Linked DNA regions of Mus musculus: region 1 is linked to region 2. Evidence: chromatin contacts called from public capture Hi-C data. All regions are on one chromosome and are shown on one strand. Each heading gives the region's core, a stretch centred on a gene start, on an enhancer-like site or on the middle of the called end of the contact. The rest is flanking DNA. Distances are from core to core; before and after follow the strand shown. Region 1 overlaps Zmiz1os1 (a long non-coding RNA gene). Region 2 has its middle 22 kb from the start of 4930428N03Rik.

The links. Capture Hi-C pulls out chosen DNA fragments and counts their contacts.
Region 1: a contact with region 2 is called in a capture Hi-C map of embryonic tail, with 4 times the contacts expected there. The contact joins two enhancer-like sites. A contact is called at or near these places in 2 of 115 datasets of contacts at active chromatin or transcription factors (embryonic basal ganglia and embryonic midbrain) and 2 of 9 other capture datasets (embryonic tail and embryonic trunk).

What each region holds. Positions count from the first base shown.
Region 1 is chr14:25,395,338-25,401,325 of GRCm38.p6, forward strand. All of the region lies in intron 1 of Zmiz1os1 (a long non-coding RNA gene), which reads right to left. Among named protein-coding and RNA genes, the nearest start is that of Gm32645, 3.4 kb to the right of the region's middle. Within about 2 kb of position 2,029, at least 118 of the 459 cell types and tissues checked have an H3K27ac peak or open chromatin away from gene starts, as enhancers often do.
Region 2 is chr14:24,639,735-24,645,780 of GRCm38.p6, forward strand. No RefSeq gene overlaps it. Among named protein-coding and RNA genes, the nearest start is that of 4930428N03Rik, 22 kb to the left of the region's middle. Within about 2 kb of position 4,482, at least 25 of the 459 cell types and tissues checked have an H3K27ac peak or open chromatin away from gene starts, as enhancers often do.

The DNA of each region.
Region 1 (5,988 bases), core at 779-3,278, 750 kb after region 2:
TGATGGTGACAGTCCATCTCCATCTATAGGTCCTGGGTCCTACACAGAGTGACCAGTGGGAAGGCTGTGAGAGAACTCAGGGTTACCAGACAACTACAGCAGTGAGGGGCATATGCCTTCAGGAGTCGGGCAGGCACAGCCCATACAGTAACATGGCTGGGCTGGATGGCACTCATGCTCAAGTCCCTTGTCAAAAAGGTGAGCAGCGGGCCAGATCCAAATTCTCTAAACTGTGGGTCACATCCACTAGTAGCACAGATAGATAATTTAGTGGACCAAGGCATCATTTTAAAGACCAAGAACAGGAGCTGGAAAGACAGTGCAGTGGTTAAAAGCATTTATTACGCTAACAGAGGACAGACATTGGGTTCCCAGCACCCACATGGTGGCCCACAACCATTTGTAGCTCCAGTTCCTGGGGATCCAAAACTCTTCTGACCGCCAAAGGCTCCTACTTGAATGTCACACACACACACACACACACACACACACACACACACACACACACACACACACATAATTACATATTTAAAAATAAATAAAAATGGCTCAGTGGATAAAAGCTAACCATGCAAACATAAGGACTAGAGTTTGCATCCCCCAAACCCACATAATAGCCAAGCAAGCATGGTAGCCATCTGTAATCCTGCCACTCAGGAGGCAGAGATCGGGCAGGGGGTTCCTCAGGACAAGGCTAACTAGACCAGTTGGAACTGAAGAACTTTGGATTAAGTGAGAGACCCAGTGCCAATATATAAAGTAGGGAACAATCAAGGAAGCCCATAAATGCTAACGTCAGTCCTCATGTGCATGTGCACAGAAACATACACACATTCAAGCATGCACATGCGCACATCACTATACAGAGAGAGAGACAGAGACAGAGACACAGAGAGAGACTAGAGTAGAATAAAAGCTAGAAGATTAAAATAGAGTAGACTCACATGCATTTCCTGAACTGAAGACAAGTGCAGTCTCCTTAAATTTTGTTCAATTATGCACGCATAACATATAAATGAGTGTTGTACAACACAAAAGGTTTCTCGGGTTGTAGGTTCACAACCCACAAGTGACAAGGATGGGGCTGGCTACTCCAACCATTCCAGGGATCTCGGTTAAAGAGGACTCTAGAGGAAGTTAAAGTAGAGGAAGGCTCAGGTGTCTTCAGGAAATTTCCAGATTTGTTGCAGTAAGAGGTAAGCAAAGCAGTCGCTTAGGGCCAAGGGTTCCCACCTGCCCTTCCTGGCCCAGTCCTTTAAGCATCTGTGAACTGGGTTGTCTGGGCAGGAAATGAGGTGCCTCTGCTGGCATCTTGGGTGCAGGCCTCCTTGCTCCCTGCTTGAGAGCCAAGCCACACTAAATGAGGGATGCTGGGATACAAGGACTCTGCTAGTTCTGTGTACATGCGAAGGAATAGACATCAGTGTAGGATATTGCACAGAAGCACACAGCAGATCCCATCACAATCATGTAACACCTACATCTAACCCAACAACAACAACAGCAACAGCAATCTATCCTGGTGTGTCAAGAACTGCAGAATCCCTTAACTTCCAGGGACCATTCACAGAAAACACCATTCACTGACCCCTGCCTCGCACGTGACAGTTTACACTGCACTTTCCTGTACATCTTATACACTCATCGCTGTAGGGTCCTCCTCCCAGCTCCCAAGTCACAGTTGAGAAAACAGAAGCCCAGAGATGCCCAGCAGCCTGCTCAGGGACGTGCAGCTAACAAGAAGATTAGCTAAGAGGCCACTCAGCCTGCCTGAGCTCAGCCCCACCCACCTCCGCCCTATTTATTAAACCACGCCTCCCTGAACAGTTTGGGATCTGACAAGCGTAGTCATTTTGGAAAAAAATCCCCTGCCAAGCCAAGTCAAATTTGACAGAGTTCAATAAGGGCTTTATATTCTCTCTTTGCTATTAAATCATACTTTCTTTTAAAAAGCTTGAAGCTACACAATTCACTACTGAAGCAGCCTGTTCCAGACGCTGGTAAGGTCAAGACTGGTTTCCACCCTCAAAGTGTGCCTGGCCCCACCCCCGCCCCGCCCCCTGCTACCCCAGTGAGGCTGTATGGGCCCTGAAGACAATTATCTGCCCTGAAAGCCGGCCCCTCTCCAGACAAAGGCACTCCCCCACTCACATTTATCAGTTTTATTCCCTTAATGATTCAAACTTGTGCTGCGATGTGCAGCTCAGAACGGAGGGTTTCATGGATTTAACAGTTTTATTAATTTAGGAGGTTTCCACTGAGCGCCAGAATGGCTCAGTGTGACAAAGAAGGTATCATAAATGAATTGATTTGTCACGTATCAGAATGTGATCCAGCAGAGATTTCATTATTGGAGTTATTTTCCTCCAATTATCTGCAAACTTAAAATGCTAAAGAGCACCCCCCTCCACCCCCACCCCCAGCAGCAGCCGGCCTGGATCATTTGAGCAGGAAATAAATGGAAATCAATGGCCCAAATTTGCTGCCACATGCAAAGGCCGCCCAGCCTCCCTCCTCCCTCTGTGTAGCCACTTGGGGAAAACAAAGCCAGGGCACAGAGGCCACAAAGGCCACCTGCAGCCTTGAGGCATGCTGTGCCTGTGGGACTGAGTCTTATCCCAGGGCCCTGGCCCCAGATGACCAAAGAACAGCGCTAGGCAGCAGCCTGCCTGGCAACACCAGCAACCGAGCACAGGGTGGGGGCTGGGGGTGACTATGGAATGAATGAGTGCTGAGCAGGGAGCCTGGATCATCCCAGACACTCAGAAACTGTCACACCACATCAAATGTGGGTTCGCTTGCACTCCCAGGCCACCAGATGCTGTTAGCCTCGGCCTGGGGATCCCCACTCACCCCAGCCCTCTCCTCTACTGTCCAGTCTTTCACTGCAGGCTGGTCCCTCCTCCCCTTGGGTCCCTGCTTCCTCTCTGGCCCAGGTTCCAAGCCAGCCTTTCCTATTCCTGCCCACTGAATCTCCTATCTACCCCACACAGCCCCTCCTCCCGTGCCTCAGTTTCCTTATCACCAAGAGGATCATGGGAACAAACTCTAGCTCCCTGCTCAGGGCATTTGTATACAACACACCAGTCCTTCTTTGCCACTAAATTTGAGGTTGTGCCAGGCACCCATGAAGATCATGGAGAAAGGTGGAAACCACTTGCCTTCAGGGAGCAAGCCCCCTTTCATAAACACACAGAGATGAACCTGGGACTCAAAGCCTGACATTCGGCCTAAAGAATAGGACTCCAGGTTGACAGGGCTAGCTAGCTGCAAGGGAGAGACACCTAGCCAGCACCTCTAACATGAGAATTTTTTCACCTACCCCTTTGGAAAAGACACTAAGCCTGTTATAACCAGCTCAGTGTCCAGGGGAGGACAGCAAGAGCCACTTACTGTGTGTGACACCTTTTCTAGGTGCTAGAACAGCTTGGGCCCTTCTCATTTCTTCCTGAGGATATTTTTTTGCAAATGGAAGGGAGAAAGGTCCCAAAATAAGAAATGAGCTGTGTAAGGTCACACTGCCCAACCTAGCCCAGGTCCATGTGACCGGAGAACACTTGCAAAGATGTCGTCCCCCTGCCATCCCCAACTGCACTGGCTTCCATCCCGGTTAGTGGCAACTGTCATCTATCTGGTAGAGAATTCAAAGGCTGAAATCAAGGCCAAGAGGAAACAGAGCAGCGCCAGTCCCCAGGTGAGGGGCAGGTAGGGACAGGTAGGCCAGATCCCACTTGGTCCCTTGTTCCTGGAGTATCTTCATCTGTCCCGAGAGCAGAGGCAGAAAGCACATGGAAGACTGGAAAGCTCCCTGCCTAAGATGCTGTGTGTGTGTATGTGTGTGTGTGTGTGGGGGGGGTGTTGGGGAGGCAAGGACAGGCCTTGGGTCACACATGTTGTGCATTCAGGAAGCACACTTGGGCCTCTTTCTGTCCTCAAGTGGGGCTCTGCATTTAGACCCTTCCAAGTTACTCACACCCCTAGAGGGCAGAGGCAGTGCCCACCCATGTTTGTCAGCAAACACACTGGCAAGGCTGAGCATACTCAGCTGCCCTACACTGTACCTTCCCTCACAGGAGCCTCTCAAAGAACCAGGGGCTGGGTTCCGGTGATGAGGAGAACCCCGCTCTACAGCAAACCATAACCCCCCCCCCTCCCAGCTCGACAGATAAGCTCCTTGCACACAGATGTTAGTTATACTCTGACACAGCCATGTGTACACACTGGCCAGGTCCTGTGTTCACACAGATCAGGTCTCTCCTCCTCCCCATCTCCTTCTCTCTGCTTGCCTTTCCAGCTCCAGAAAGCCCAAGAGCTCCTAAGGTCATGGGCAGTGCTGACAGATGACAGGCAGCCACAGAAAGCCAGGGGGAAATGAACAGGTCCCAAGTTTAGCAAGATGGCTCCCTTCTGCCTCTAGGACTTCATCACCTCCCTGACCTCCAACAGCCAGTAAAGGTGTTTAATTCGTGTCCTACTAAAAATAGCTTCCTAATGGAGTCCAAGGCTCTCTCTGAACATTAGTGCGGTGACAAGGGACGTTGGTCTCCATTAGCCGATCCCTGGGCATAGAAATTCTCATTTTTCCAGGGTGGGCTAATGTTTCTGAGAGTCCCACTTCAGTAGGGACAAGGGACATACTGAAGACACTAGAACTTGTCACTAGGCCACCACAGACAAACAACTGCCAACCAGTAGCTCAGGACAAAGACTTGGCCCCACAAGCCCCAGGGGAATGTGTGAGTCTCTTGCTTGAGATTTCATCTGAACCAGCTAGCCTGTCTTGCACTGGCCCAGAGCTGGCTGCTGTGTACACAAGGGAAGTCTTTGAAGTCTCCTTTGACATATTCTCATCTCTCCCTAAACCAAGGGTCATACAGGGTACTGAGGCAGACACAAAGAATAATGCCCAACCCTCAGGCCTGCCAGCCGGGTCAAGGGCTAGACAAAGCAGTAAGAAGCTGGGGACTCAAGGCCTCTGAGGTCTTTCTAAAGGAAATAGGGGGTGTAAAAATGTATCCAGGGTAGGGCCCTCAAAAGTTATAACATTCTTGTCAGAAAAAATCCAGGAAAGCTTCTTGGAGGAGATGGCACTTGATCATTCTTGTTCCGTTCCGTGTTTGCATAAACAAAAGACGTACACTTATTTTTTGGAGCTGTGGTGTGGGGTTGGATAGGACAGAACCCAGGACTTTACACATGCTAGGCAAGAGCTCTACCACTGAGCTACATGCCCCAGCACTAACAGAGAGGCATTTCAGGGGCTGTGAACCCCACCAGTGCTGACTTGTAGAATTTCTCTTAAGATTCATTACTGAATCTTCCAGGCACAGCCAGACCCTCTCCACCATTCCTGGATACACTGTGGAGTTCTGACTCTTTCCAGTGTAGACCAGATTTCCCAGGGTAACAGCTGAAAGATGTCGAGTCAGTTAGAGCCATTCAGGTAAACGTCCATCTTCTCCCTAACCCCAGCCCTAAACATCACCCCATTCTACCTACTCCCTCCCTCCCACGGGTCTCAGCTGAAGCCACCTCCTCCAGGAAGCCCTCTCTGGGTGTAGCATTTCTACCTTGCCCCACTCAGTGCCTGAACTGTATGCCCCTTACATTTGAACTGTATTTCCATGTGGGGTTTCTTAGTCTTGCTAATTCTTAAACTTTCTTCCAGACCTTGAGTTTCATGAGCCTTGAGGCCAAGCCTGCACCCTGCCCTTGCATTCCCACAAGCGTGGCCAACACATACCTCTTCACACACACTTTCGTTTTCTAAGATTCCCATTACACAGATAGAGAGACTGAGGACCCAAAAAAGGAGAAGCAACGCCCATCATCCAGTGTCAGCTGCAACGTGCAGCTGGAGGCCCCGGCCTCTCAGACCCTCGTTCCCTCGAGCTGGGAGCTGAGTTTGAGACAGACAGCCCGAAGAGAAATCAGTTCACCTTGTACCACAAGTCAGATCTATCCTGTTTTTCTGAACAACTCGTGTGC
Region 2 (6,046 bases), core at 3,232-5,731:
CCAAACGTCTGGCTCAAGTCCTTGCAGAAGGCCTTGTCAGTGTTCTCACCGGATAGGTGGGTGTGGGAAGGTGGCAAGGTTTGGACTTGCTTTAATCATGTCCCCTAAAGGTTTTTGGAAGTTTGCTTGCCAGTGAGAATTGGGAAGTAGCCTTAGGATCTAGAGGAGGTAGGGGTCTAGTGAAAAGTGGTTAGATTACTGTTTGCAGAAGGAATTAAGACAGTTTTCATGGGTCCCTGGTTAGATCTCTCAAGACTGGCCCTCCTCCCCTCCTATCTGCTTCCTGTCTCTCTACTCAAACTTCCTTTGCAGTGTTTCAGATCCTGGTACCATTTGCTATGTGATACAGCCAAAGAGAACCTCACCAGAGCCAAGCATGACATAGAACCATGCACCCAAACTCCTCATAACTATGAGATAAGCAAACCTCTTTACTTTGTAAACCATCTAGCCTCAGGTACTTGATTACAGTGATAGAAACTAAACTAATGCAGAGGGCATCAATCGCTCCACTCGATGGTCCATAAGTCTATGTCTAGAAGTCAGGGTCAGGAAATGCACAAGTTGGGAGCCTAGGAGGTCTGTGAGCATTGCTGTTGGACCGTGGCATCTCACAAGTCCTTCCACTTTGAAAGTGTAAGCATGGATGATGTATCAAACAATAGGTCTACCTCTCATCCACCCATTTATCTACCCATGTATCCATCTATCCATCATCAATTTATCTATTTTATCCATCCATCTATCCATCCATCTATCCTTCTGTCATTAGCCCTATGCTCAGAGGAACTGAAATCAGCATCTATGACTCGTCTATTAAGACATAGGGGGGAAGAGGAAAGGCCTGACCCTCAGATTCCTTTATGGGTTGGGCAGCAGCAGGTTTGCTCAGCCATGCTCAGATAGTTAGACTCCACTTCGCATCACACTTGGATAGGCATGGCCAGGAGAAGCCCCACCCCCAAATCTATGGTGTGTGCTGGCTTAGCTCCCTTTTGCAGCAACAACACAAGCAAACTCCTTTTTGTTTGTCCTTTATCTTCCCCAGACTCAAAGTTGGGGATTTGTCCCCTCCTCACCACCGGCTATCTCATTTCCTTTTATTACAACCCTCAGAAAAATGGCGAGTAATTGCTTGATGGAGTTAGAAAGATTGCATTTTGTTTTGCAACTATCAGCTTAAATATAATGTTTAAGAGATTATGAATGGGTGATTAGCTATTTTTTCCATTACTTCTCTCAGAAGCAAACCCACAAAGATTGTGATAGGCACAGCAAAAAATGGAGGCCTCACTCCAGGAAGCTGGGGAGAGCTTAGGCATTCCTACCTGAGGAGGGTGGTCCTGTGGGGAGGGCCAGAAGAAAGATGGAGGTTGCTAAAGACACCGTCAGTGTCCTGTGTGATGCTCCTGCCTTGCCCCTCCCACCCCACCCTGATGGGGAACAGTAGTTGTGAAAACTGAAGGCACATTCTGTACTTACTGCCTACCCTGAGTCAGTTTGTTTTGGGTGGAAACAGCCTCTGATGGGGCTCTATTGGGCCATTTCAGGGGACGTTTATCATTTAAAAGGAACGATTTTAATACCTACATTTGCTGTGGAGTATGAGCCATAAATGTGATTTAGGCTTCTTTTTATAACAGACTCTACAGGCGATCACACAAGCTCCAGAAGTCTTCCTGCAAGTGGGGGCTAGAAAGTGAGCAACTTCTACAAAAGCCTGCCCGCCTCTTTCCCCTCCTTCTCTTCCTCCCTCCCTCCCTCTGTCCCTTCCTTCCTTCCTCCCTTTCCTCCCTCCCTCCCTCCTTTCCTCTCTTCTTTTGGTGCAATCCCTCGATCCCTCCTCCTCCCTCCCCTCCCTCCATCCCTTCCTCCCTTCTCTTCTTCCCTTCTTTTTTCTTTTTCTTTTTTCCCCCCCAGTACTGGGGATTGAGATAAAATGGTATTCACACAGGTGCTCTACTGCTGAGCTATTCAGGCATAGTCCTTTCTTGAACTTTTTCCTTTGAGACCTTCTATGAATTCCTCAGGCTAGCCTTGAGCTTGTAACCTCCTGCCTCAGTCTCTTGAGGATCTGTTATTCAGGTCTGAGGCAATAAGCCCAGCTGGAAGTTTTTCTTTTTACTCTTTCCAGAAGTTAATTGAGTTAACTGAGGCAATGGACTGAGCTGTGAATCTTCCCCGAAGGGAGTCTGAATTCCCTGCCCTCTGGGAATGTCAAGAAAGGTTGGTCTCCAGGCAGCGAGGCCATTGGACTGCCAGGCTGTCACCCTGTAGAGGTGCAGGGGTGTTCAGGGGTGTCTGTCTCTCCAGGCTCTCTCTGGCTCAGCTGCTCCATCTGCAGTAACAGCTGGGGTGGTGATGGTAACAGGTCTGCATCAGCTCTGCTCAGAGTCAGGAGACCAAACGCTTGCTAGACACTACCCGACCGTGACTCTGTCTGGGCTCTGAAGTTGTAACAGGGAAAGGACAGGCCATGTCATAGGTCATGATACACACATGTTAGAAACAGGTCCAGGACAGACAGAGATGCTCCGAGTTCACAGACCCCCTAATCCTGTTGGCTTCTAGAAGATCTTGAGAGCTAGAGAGCCACCCATCACATGCTTAGGTTTTATGCTAGTCAATGACCAATTAGCAGGCTCAGTCCTGACTACTAGACTTCAATTAAATGTTGAAACACTCATATGTGCATCCTGAGATGGTGAGGGGGAGGGGAAGGGAGCCAGTTGAAGACAAGACTATCCCAGTGGGCATCCACTAGTGTTGGAGGACCCTGTGTCTCTAAAGTGTGTGAGTTGGGTAAAGGCACAGCTTTGTCTAAAAATGATCTCTCTGGAGAGACAGAGACCGAGAAACACTTCCAGACAATAAAGGGCTGACCATAGATACTGGAGCAGGCATCTGCATGTGGGCAGAAACTCTCCACCATGATCCCATTTGCTACAGAGGCTGTTCTTACATTGGCAAGGGGCCCTTGTGGTGTGGTTCCAACCTTCTAGGTCCCTTCTGTTTTTGCCTACAGCTGATCTTCTGGTGGCCTCACAGCTCAGCAAGGCTGGTAAAGTTGGAAAGAAGGCAGAATCCTTCTGTAGGAACCTGCAACTTCCTGCTGAGAGATGACCCCATGGGGTGGGGTGGAGTGGGGGTTGGGATTAATTTTTGGTAAAAGAAGTGTCAGCTGAACACACAGTTTTCAAATTGTTGACTATGGTATTAAGTAACAGGCAGACTCTTGTCCAATGGATGTTATTAAAATTAACTGTTTTAGCACTACATTTAGAATCAAAACCAATCTGTCGCTCCTAAATTGGTTTCTTTCAGCTGCTATTTGCGGGTAAAACGAACAGTTTTAACAATTACCTCTCCAGTGCAAATCATAAACCTGATTTACAGGAAAACACTTAATCTACTGCCCTTGACTGTACCCAGAGCTGCCAATTAGATGGTGGTAAATTTCTCTGAGTGTCAATTTGCTTCCCAGACAGCAGCTCAGACCCAGGGTCTCCATCACCTGTGGGTCCAGAGACCAGGGCTTTGGCTGGGATGTTCCTTTGGAAAAGGTGGGCATTCCATAGCAAACGACTGTCCATCTGGAGTTGGGTTGCTGGGGAGTCCTCTGCTCTAGGCTATTAATTTGAATTGTAAAAACACAAGTGGAATACTAGTATTAACCCACTCAGAGCTAGTTGTTAGAGTGAGAGACTCAGAATGCTTGGATAGGAAGACCCTGAAGATCATGACTTCATGCATCAAACATTGCTTAAGCAGCTATCTCTCCATCCTCTGACAAGATGGGGCCAACCCATGGTTCCTCAGTGAACTCACTAAAAGGAAAGATAGGGGCAAGACAATGTCATTCATGGTTTGATAACTCTGCCTTCATACTCTTTGTGTGTGGTGTGTGTGTGTGTGTGGGGGGGTGAGGGTTGTGTGATACCTTCTTGTGTGCAGTGCACTTGGAGGTTAAAGTCGGGTGTCCTCAATCGTTCTACACCTTAATGTTTCAACTGAGTCCCTTGCTGAACCTAGAGCCTAGCCAGGGTGGCCATGAAGCTCCTGGAATCATGTCTCCTCCCAGTACAGTGATTACAGGTGTGTTCTACTGCACCCAGCATTTTAAGTGGGTTTTGGGGACTTGAACCCAGGTCCTTGTGTTTGCACTTTACCCACTGATATGTCCGAGAGGCGATGATGGTGCTCAGAGCACTGGGGTGGGAAGTTAACAGAGAGAGACTTTACAGGAGTCCTTGTTCTAGTGGGGCCTTGAGGACTACATAGGAGTTTTGCAGGTAGAGAAGGAGAGTAAAGGGTCGCTCGGCAACCAACTTGCAAACTCTAGTCATCAGGGAATTTTAAGCAAGGTGATCCATGACACCAGAAGGTCTCTTTTGAAAAGTTTTGAGTTGGGCTAGCTAATGTACTGCTGAAAACCCTTTCTAAGCTAAGAAAACAAAAGGCCATAGCACTGAGGTGCCTGGTGCCAGTTGGCAGGGACTGTAAATGCCAGGAAGTTCTGAGTTGTAGATTAGAGGACGGTCCCTGGGTATTGTGAGAAGTCAGAAAGCATATGCAAACCATATGCAAATGAGATGCAAGCCAGCACCTGCTGTGGGCTTTGTGTACTCAGGCACTCGGTGCCTCAGGGAGGTAAGCTGGCCGGTCTTTAGAGCTCTGACTAGATGTACCAGACATTAGGTTCTGTGTGAGAAAGAAAAGTGCATCAAGACTTCTCTGGGAGAGAAAAAAGTCCCAGGTTGTAAACTCCAGAAGGGAGGGATGAAGCCCAAGGAGTTGCAGAAGCTTGGAGGCCTCGCTGGCTGAGTGTGTCCCGGTGACAGTCAGGATGCTTATGCCTCTGCCCAGATCTGAGCAGTCTCTGGCTGAAAGGATTCCCCAGAACTAAGGCTGAGTATACAGGGGGTTGTGCTTTCCTTGATCTGCCGTCTTCTGGATCAGCCTCCCTCTGTGAGTCAGAGCTGGTTTGACCCAGTGTTGGTGGTGTATTATCCTGGACCCCTCTCAGGGGACTCAGTGGTTACCTTTGGCCCTGCCTACCTTGAAGATGTACCCAGCAGTTGTGGACTGAGGCTCACTGGACTCCTGCGAGTAGAAAGCAAACACGGGGCACAGGAGAAAGGCAGTTTTACACTCAGATCTCTCTCTACTTAGGACTTGCATCAAGAAGCAAGAGGCCATGGTGGGGAGATAGCTCAGTGACTAAAGTGCTTGCTGCATAAGCATGAGGACCCAAGTTCAAATCCCCAGCACATATGGAACAAGATGGGCGCGTAGCATGTGCCTGTAATCTCAGGACTAGGAGCTGAGACAGAAGGTCCTGGGGACTCTGCTCAGTCAGTTTAGCTGAAGCAGCAAGCTTCTGAATTGTGAAAGGAAGTTATACAAAACTGACTTCTAGTCCCCGGCACACACATGCTCATGAGTGTGTGCAGCATACGACAGCCCCCGTCCAGTGACACAGAAGGATGAGGACCCTCCCCTAGGGGACAAGCATGGCTGCCTTCAGGTAGTTTCCAAAATTACTGCCTAGTTGGCTGTATGGTCTTGGACAGATTTCCTCTTTGGCAATAAATCTGTGCCTGAGAAGTTGACCAGATGTTCAAAGGGGATCTTCTCCCGTTGAGGAGAGCGTCTGATCTAGTTGGTAGGCATTTGCATACCTGCTAAGACCTGCATGGCTTTGGACTTGACCTGACTGCGGCAGGGAATGACCTGACAGGGAATGGAGATATGGCACATATAGGTCACCTAAAGCTGGGATTAGGTGGGCTATGCACTCTGATGGAGACACACCAGCAGCCCTGAAGCTCATCACATTTATGGTATTCAACACAAACAGGCTGGGTAGTAGGGGTGGGGGTGTCTCTGTTCTACTCTGAGGCTGAGGTCATCTTGAATATATTGGCATCTTTGACATGACTGTGCTCATGACAACAGTACACATTCATTCAGGACTTCATCATCTCCGCCCCCCCCCCACCTGCCCCTTCCCTAGACTAGAGAGAAAGAGAGAGAGAGACAGAGA